2 separate regions of the Anser cygnoides genome follow, and region 1 is linked to region 2. A link is a contact called in public Hi-C data. All regions are on one chromosome and are shown on one strand. Each heading gives the region's core, a stretch centred on a gene start, on an enhancer-like site or on the middle of the called end of the contact. The rest is flanking DNA. Distances are from core to core; before and after follow the strand shown.

Region 1 (4,365 bases), core at 1,422-3,921, 84 kb before region 2:
CTTTCTACTTTTTAACGTCATTATCTCTGAAGTTCAAGGGCAATGCCATTTCCCAGCATCTGATAACGTTTGCGAACATTGTCTGTGACTGAAGGAGGTGAAAACAATTTCAGTGCAAGTCCAGGGTACTAAAATCTCTACTGCCAGCTAAAAACTGCTCCAAAAGAGCTAGGGTGGGTGGTGAGGATCAAGACCATCTGTCCCAGGGTTGATGTGAGTAAGGACTTGGAGGCAAATGGACAGCTTTTGCACAAGGTCTCTGTGCAAGCCTAGGCCCAGACGCTACAGCTGCTGTCACAACCCGCACCGTGCCCACCTTGCCTCCTAGGGGACGTGCAGGAGAGGATGGTTCTGGAGCCCCGTTGGGCAGGCAGCTCCATTCCCCTCAGCATGCCTTCAGGTGTGGGGCCTGCTCCGTCTTGTCCCAGCAGCACCACCACAGGCTGCAGCGCTCGGCTCCCCATCCCCTCCTGGTCTGCTTTGGGTTGGGATGCAAAAGGGCTCCCACCCGTGGGGACACAAACCCAGCCTCTCCGTGACTTCCCCTTGCAGAAAGCGCCCAGCTTGGTGTCTTCCCTACCTCACTCCTTGCTCCATTTGCTTTGTTGCCCTCGTCTTTCCTCACTGCCAGGACTCTGCCAAGCATTTCTTGCTGTCAGTTTCTGCCTCAAAGCTGGCCCTTGGCCTGGACCTGAGAGGATGTGGGGCCTCCTGTGAACCCTGCCTGGGGAAGGGCAGGCTTCTGAAGCCTCTGCAGCTCTCAGGGCAGCCGACGTGGGGCTAGGGTCTCACCTTGGTCCTCGTGGAGGAGTGTGAAGGAGGAGGGGGTTGGGGAGGGCTTATTGTGGCTTTAGATCAGGTCCGCAATAACGGCTTGTTGTGTAAGAGTTCAAGCGCTCAGAGAGGTGTGTTCAAGGACATCAGTGCATTTGTGCCAAGGGGAATGTCTTTTATGGTAAATTAACTCCAGTTAAATTGAATATTTATTCAAAGGGAAACTCCGGTATTTAAAGCTGGCGTTATCAGCTTTTTGCAGTGTCTGGGTGAAGGAAGAGATGATAGGATTTGGGGGGTATTCTCCACCAGATAGGAGAATAAATGTGCTCGCTGTCGTTAACCCCGAATTTGCCTCATCCTTTCCCGCCCGAGTGCGTGCTCTGAACTTGTCACTTATTAATGTGGTCTGCGGAAAGGAACAACCGTGGGTGCCGGCTGAACCCTGCAAATCCGAGGGGACTCTGCAAGTGCAGCCAGAGTCCGAGGTGCGGGGCGGACCCCGCAAGGGTTAATGCGCTGGGCTCTAGCTGTTTCCTTTGACATTACCTGTCTTGCACGGGCTCTCTCTTTCCCCCGCCCTTCCCCCTTCTCCTTTTGGTTTGTAAATTTATGTGAATTGCAGCTGGTAGACTTGGCAAGCTCCCCTCATTAAGAGCCCTCTTTGAAAATGGGCTGTGTTTGAGCATTTCCCTAATGAGGACAGGACGGGGTTAAAAAGTGACCATTTCATGGTTGACTTGAACCTGCCTACTTTCCTTGATGTGTCGTCGTGAGATGCCTGGCGTGAATAAACTCTCACTTTGGGAAAGAGGAAGCCCGTGGTCCCTCCAGGACACCGCAGAGCCGCCACCGGCAGAGGCAGCGCCGGTGCCGGGTGGAGGCACACGCCGCGTCCCCAGCCCCGCCGTGCATTCAGGGGCACACCGGGCAAGTTCCCTCCGCCGAGCCTCCTGCCTGGCCAGAAAACGCGTCCCGGGGCTGCAGCTCCCTCGCTGCCGCGGGGGCCGAGGTCGTACCCCGAAAGGGGGAAGGAAAAGAACCCCCCCGCAGACGGCAGCCCGATCCCCCCCAAATCCCCACCCCGTGCCCCCCTCCCTCAGCCGCCGCCGCAACTTTTTTTTCCCACCGGAGAGGGAAGATGAGGGATGTTTGCAAAACGTGCTCGTTCCTTCTGCGGCGTTAGGTGGTGATTAATAAAGAGGGAGGGCAGGGGAGGGGGATCCGGTGGACAAGGAATGTGTTCGCAGGAGGAGGAGTGTAAGGGATGATTGTGTAATTAAATAATTACAAAAAAAAAAAAATACTTAAGTCTCATTTGGGGAGGGAGCTGGAACGGGGTCCAGAGGGTGTAACCGGTGAATTTTTCAACTTCCAAGTTTTGAACAGTGAGAGGAAAAGCCAAGGGGGAGACTGCGCGCGAACAAATAGGGAGGGAGAGCGAGGGAGAGATTTATCGTTTGAATTTTCAAGAGATCATTTTTATTATAGTGGGCGTTTGGAAAGCAGTCTCTTAACATTACCCACAGAGAGCGGGAGGGAGGGCGGAGGGAGCGGATAGGCAGAGGGAGCAGGAGGCAGCGGCAGCCGCGAGAGGAGCCCGGAGATTGCGCGCTGCGGAGCTTTTCCGCCCTTGGGGGACGCACACGCTCGCTCCGGCTCGCTCCCGCACACATGGTCGCTGCCGTGCAAAGTTTCGCCTGCCATCGCTCCGGGATTTTCCTGCGCCGCTCCGGGCTGTAACCTTGAACTTTCGAGAGCGTGGTGACAGTGCCATAATAACCCACCATAACCCACCACCAACTTCTTAAAAAAAAAAAATAAATAAAAGAAAAAAAAAGCCAAACAAAAAAAATCCTCCCGCCCACCCCCCACCCCCCCCCCGCTCGAGTCCTTCCCCCCTCATCTGCAAAACAACCAGCAGCAGCAGCAGCAGCAGCAGCAAAACCAAGACTCCTGCGCCGCCGACAACAAGAGGGTTAAAAGTGTAGATTGGATTTCACCCCGGGAAATCTAGCACACGGAGTGAACTTGAATCTTTGGCTATTTAAGGAGGAACGGGGTTTGTTGTGAAGTTGTGATCCAGGGCAGAGCCCCGTCCTGATTGATTTCATCTTCCTTGAGTCTCAGATGACTGTAAAATGAATAGATGAAATTATTCCTTTTTTGAGGCTTTTTCTTAGGGGCTCTCCGGGCAGCGTGGTCTCAAAGCGAAGTCATGATGTATTCTCCAATCTGTCTCACTCAGGTATAGACACATTTTGTTTCATTTCATTTATTTATTCGTTTATTTACTTATTTTCACGTGCTTTTTTATATTTGTGTGAGTTGTTAATGAGTCATTGCTAGTAGTGGTAACGGGTTAACGCGCAGTTGTAACTGCTTGTCAGATCCAAACTCCTCTCGCAGGAGGGGAATACTGGAGGATCAACTGTACCAGGCCATTGTTTTGGGGAGATCCATTCAAAGTGTCACTCGGAGACAAATGCTGTTAATTGCTAGTGCATAAGGAGTCAAAGGTTAACAGAATGGAAATGAGAGTAATTACGCTAAAAAGCAGGTTCGAGAAGTATTGATTTGATTGGAATCAAACGCTCCGCGGTCTTTTCAGCCCGCCGGCGTACGCGGAACCTAACGAAAGCCTTTAAAAGGAAAAGTGCTGTTTTTGACCGAAAAAAAAAAAAAAAAAAAAGGCAGTGAGCGCGCTCTTGGCGCGAAGTGATCCCGTCTTAGGCTTAATTAGCGGCGCGCAGCCTGCCAGCGGCGGGGGCGAGGGGGACGCGGCTGCCTCCCGGGCGCGCAGCATCCGCGGCGGAGCGCGGGGCTCACCGCGGGGCTCACCGCGGGGCTGGCCGCCGGCAGGCAGCGGGGGCAGCGGGACGGGGCGCCGCGGGTCCCGGCCGGGGTCCCCCCGAGCGGGTTTGGGGTCTGGGGGCCGCGAGGTGCCCGGCCGCGACCGCCGAGGGGAGGTCGCCGCCGGGGCTGCGCTGGGGAGGGGGCGCCCGGCCGGGAGATGGAGGGGGGGGGGGGGGGGGGGTGAAACGCCGTGGGCAGAAGGCAGAGGATAGTTTTGAGAAGCTTTTGTGAAAGTCTGTCTTAGGAGGATGTGATGTAAACTGATTAAGCGATAGCGGCTTGCTTCCACATTGGCGCAACAAATAGCTAAAGAAGGCGAAAACGTGCGAAAGTGGCGTCTCGCGCTGTACGGTAATTAAGCGGGCAGCGACGCGCTTATAGCTGCACGGCGAATAAATAAATGCGATTTAAGTTATTCGACAATTAGAAAGCATTGTAATTCAAAAGGACTGAAGTATTCATAAATTGTGAATGAAGATGGAAACAACGATAAGGCTTATTCAGTGATTGGATGCAGTCCTGTAGCTTTTTGGCTGACACATTTTTTATTGTTTATATTTTGTTTGGCATCTAAGTGTGATTGACTTAGATATGGATATTTTCAGCAAGTAAACCTGAGCGTGAGCGGAGCAAAGCTGGAAAAGTTTGCTGTAGAAATATTTCTTCCTCAAAAGAAAAATTACTGCATGTGGCAAGCATTTTGTCTAGCAGATACACGTACGCTTGCGGGTACAC
Region 2 (4,543 bases), core at 764-3,263:
GGGGTGTTAAATCTCACTTTCTTACTGCTTACAGCATGAAAGTGCAGAATTTCATGCTAACATACAGTAGCCTTTATCCTTGCTTGCTGACCTGACATCAGATTGGTCAGCTAAAGTGAAACCTTGGAATTTGAGCCTGAGAAGACTTTTTTTTTTTTTTTATTCCTTAACAAATTAACAGAAATGTATTTTCTTATGCACTTTAAATATTTCTTACAGTCCAGTGAGGTAAAAATGAGAAATGTGGGGAGTTTCACTAAACTAAGTACTTGGTGTTTCCATGGGGAAAATGACCTGTATTTGAGAAAATTACATTATTTTGTAAGGATAGTGTTTTACATGCAGGAGATTAACCATGACAGATTATTTGGCAAATGCAAGTGGCAAAGAAGGTGTCCCTGTGCGTATCTGAGTGATAAAATGTTTTGAACATAATTGCTTGGTAGCTGTTTTTTTTTTTTTCTTTTTTTTTTAGAGGGCAGTTTAAAGGTGTACTTATTAAATATTAATAGAAGAGGGACCAATTGAAATTGCATGCCAACGCAGTCTTCATGCTCTTTGGAACCTTAACCCCAGCTCACTGGTACTTCCAAGGACACCAGCATTACATAGCTGTGTGACTTTGACCCTGATTACTAATTAAACAGAAGGTGAAAGTCCCCAAATTCAGGAGCCTATCGAGTGGACAGAACTAGCACAGTGAATGTCCTTTGTATTTACAGGGACAAAGATTTGCTCAATAGGGTAGAACAGCTTAGAGATGAAATATATGTTTTATAAATAACCGATTGGGCCTTCTGAAGTCTTCTGAGGCAGCAATGCAGCCACAGAAAACAAGCAGCTCATGGGTCAGTTGACTAGCATTTTCATAAAACGGTTCTGTTCAGATGTTACTGTATAAAGGTAGGGAAGTTCAAAACAGAGAATAGACAGGGGGAGCACCCACAAGGCCAGCTTTCTATTCCCATAATGTCTGTGAGTGAGTTTGAGATTCTTCTAATGGCCTGTCTTCTGTGGAACCAACTTCTTACTCTCTTTTTAATTGCAACTGATGATAAAATCCCTGTAGAGTTCTATAAATTTTTAAAGAAAATTCAGTGGAAGTGTCACAATACACTCAAGTATCCCCTGTCATTACCCAAACTACATGGTAAAACACACTTGAGGAACTGTTGAGTGAGCAATAAGAAAACAGTGATCTTTGCTGAAGTTTCAAATGTCTCTGCTGCAGTCAAGGCTGGTTATGATTACAGAACAGTAAGTAGGCCCAAACAGTCCCTCCATTTTATTTGATTTAATGATGGTCATAGTGAAAGAACATTCTCCCATCTTTGTTATTCAGGCTTAAGACAAAACAGGCAAGTCTTCCTGGTTCTTGCTAAGAGTAGGGAAGACAGAGTGGTCCCTAGCAAATCAGAGAGGCAGGCATTGCAAGGACAAGATGTGTGGAATGATTTTGTACCTTGTTGCTGGCTGCTTGGAAAAGAGATTTGCTTTAAAAGCAGGCAAATGCGTTCAGCATGAAGGATGTCTCAGGTGCTTGGGACTCCACCAGCGCCTGGCGACAGAGTGCAGAATAGCTGTGCTTTGCAAAGATCTCAACGTATGTGTTGCTGGCACAGGGCGAGAGTATTACGATTCATGCATAATTTAAAACAATAAAATTTCGCTTCCCTTCAGGAAACCCATTCTCCCTCCTCTTCCCAGTGGTCCTTTTTTCCCAGTGCTCCCTGCAGCCAGTCTGCTTTCCCACTGCCTCCCTCTTCCAGTGTCCTGGGAGCACGGTACCACGAACCTGTGCTGCCAGGTCCTGCGTGTGAGGGGAAGCTGAGTTCTCTGCTTCATTTGAGACAATCAGGCAGTTTTAAAACCAGCTTTGGCTTTTGCCCTTCGCACAGGACGACACTAGGTCGACGACATTTCAGGATAACTGTTTGGCAGCCATTTTAGATACTGCCTGCGCTGAGAGCTTTCTGGCTGCCAAAAATTGCAGACGCTCTGTGCCAAAACACTCTTGGCAGTAGAGATAAACTTTGTAGAGATACACAGTCCAGAAATATCTTATAATTACAAAGCGCAGGGGGCAGAATGTTTTTACAATACAGCTGTGCTAATGTAAACATTTAATTTGGCAGCCTTCTCCACCCACTTTTCAATTAACCGGGTTTATGCAGATACTTTAGGTCTGTAATAAACTTTATTGCTACTTCTCTTAGAGTACAGTTTATGAAACACAGATCTGAAGTATTTTGGGGGCTTTCTATCCATTTAGTAAGGCACATTGAAAATGTTAGGCTGTCATAAAGGGGAAGTGTCAATTCCTGTTTTAAAATGCCTTAGCTCTGGCTTCACTAAAAGCCTTTGCTTTAAAAGTATATATTAATTGGGGCCTGTCTCCTTTGGTTTCTCCCAAAGCAAGTAACAGGATATTAATAGAAAGAAATGAAATCACTTAAAGACCTACAAAAGGACATTTGTGTTGGTGATCATTAGAAAAGACAAATGTTCCCAGCCTCACAGAATGCTGTTATAGAGAACAGCTCTGAACAGCAGTTCTTATGAATGTAATTGCAATAATTGTGTGATAGCTGTGATAATTGTTCTTACAGAGTAAAAGAAAAATAATTTTGTATCATGAGCATTATTCAGCCTCAGACATGCGAAAAGGAGCCAAAAATCTATTTCTGCAAACTTCAGAACATTGGAGGTTACAGGATTTCATAATAAGATGAGTTAATAGATTTTGTGAAACTGGTTAATGTTTTATAATATAAGAAGACACATTAGGTAATATCTTTCTACTCAGTATCAAATACATTAAAGTAAATCTTTGTAATCCTTTTGCATTTTGCTGGAGTGAAAAGGTTCAGTGAGAATTTGAAAGGCCAAAATATTGATTCCTTCTTAGCGTTCAGGATCTTATACTCCTGTAGTGGATTTATAGCTCTTGGTATGGAGGATTTGTATTCAGGGTTTAAGCAAAAAAGTGTTAGCTGAGTAATGGATTTAGATTAGCATGTTCTCCAGGGATGATTCATATTTCAAAGGATCGGTTCAGCTTGGACAAACTAAGGAGTATGGAAAGACTGCATTGTTTTGGAAGTGTTTTGAGACTTCTGTAGTCATGAAATTTGGACTAGCATGCAAGCAATTGCTATCTTGTATGCTTTCATTTTGGCATTGGTATTTCTAGGCCAAGCCACTTGCTTTTGTTGATAATTGTGCTGTAGCAGCAGCAGAAGAAAGGCTGTTGGTTGTCTCACAGCAGCATAGAAGATGATTTCTGCCTCACAGAGCGTTCAGTGTTGGTTTGCACACATGTAGGGCAAGGAAGTGGTAGGATGGTGCAGGCTGATGACTAGTAAAGAGCACCTAAGTGCCTTTACTTGTTTTTTTCAGTTAAAGTGCAGAAACATGATTGGGACTGGGTCAAGGATTTTAACTTCTGGCTTCAATGAGGAAAGGAAAGATAAGGAAGTAAGTATAAGGGACAGCATTTGTGAGCATTGTTGAAGGCATAGTTTACCAGGAGGTTTTTAAATGGGTGCGGTACAGCCCAAAAGCTGTATGAAATGAAATTAACTACTTGAGTTTTCATGAATAGAAAGTTTGATCTAAATGTGAGTGAAAGGATATCAAAAACCAACCAACCAACCAACCAACAACAAACAAACAACAACTACTTCTTCTTTTAGTCTGGAGAAGAGGAGGCTCAGGGGAGACCTTATTGCTCTCTACAACTACCTGAAAGGAAGGTGTGGGGAGCTGGGGGTCAGCCTCTTCTCACAGGTAACTAGTGATAGGACTAGACAGAATGTCCTCAAGTTGTGACAGGGGAGATTTATTTTGGAAATTAGGAGACATTTCTTCCCAGAAAGAGCAGTCAGGCATTGGAACAGGTTGCCAAGGGAAGTGGTGGCGTCACCATCCCTGGGGGTCGTTTAAGGAAAGGTTGGACGTGGTGCTTAGGGACATGGTTTAGTGGGTGACATTGGTAGTAAGGGATGGTCAGACCAGGTGGTCTTGGAGGTTTTTTCCAACCTTAATGATTGATGATTCTATAACAACAACAACAAAAAGAGACTTTTCCATTTGATTTGCCCATTCCTATTTTTCATTGAAGTGAATTAATTTTAAATGTCTTTTTTCAATAAATGCCTCTTTTTTATAATAGATATCAAATAAATGTTATTAAGTTAGTAAGTACTACGGAATAGCAACAGGCATTAACTACTGTATTAAAAAACTAATTGAAGAAAGTCAGCTAAAGCAGTAACTACTTATGCTAAGGTCTAGTTACGAGGATAATTCTGTCTCTACTGCTATAACCTGTTAGGTTACAAAGATTGTAAGGGAGGGAACACAGTTCATGGATGGGATCCCACAGAACTGATTATTGCAGAAAATCAGAATATCTTCTTGTCTCTCCTGATCGCAAGAGTTTTTCTTAGACTCCTACTGTAGGAAAAGGTAATTGCTTTTAATTGATTAATTGTCTCCTTACTCCTTCTACTGATCAATCAATAAATCAATCTTGCTGATG

Evidence for each region. A called contact is a pair of places that touch in the nucleus more often than the background predicts.
Region 1: a contact with region 2 is called in a Hi-C map of liver, with 2.7 times the contacts expected there. The contact joins the promoter of NFIB here to the enhancer-like site in region 2. A contact is called at or near these places in 3 of 7 Hi-C or Micro-C datasets (granulosa cells and liver).

What each region holds. Positions count from the first base shown.
Region 1 is chrZ:54,587,345-54,591,709 of Taihu_goose_T2T_genome, reverse strand. NFIB (nuclear factor I B) reads left to right here and starts at 2,671. Exons shown (of 12, transcript XM_048049797.2): 1 at 2,671-3,022. The coding sequence starts at 2,993.
Region 2 is chrZ:54,502,476-54,507,018 of Taihu_goose_T2T_genome, reverse strand. The region is part of intron 2 of NFIB (nuclear factor I B); the gene reads left to right. Among named protein-coding and RNA genes, the nearest start is that of NFIB, 84 kb to the left of the region's middle. Within about 2 kb of position 2,013, at least 3 of the 3 cell types and tissues checked have open chromatin away from gene starts, as enhancers often do. A contact at or near this core is called in liver, where this site is marked.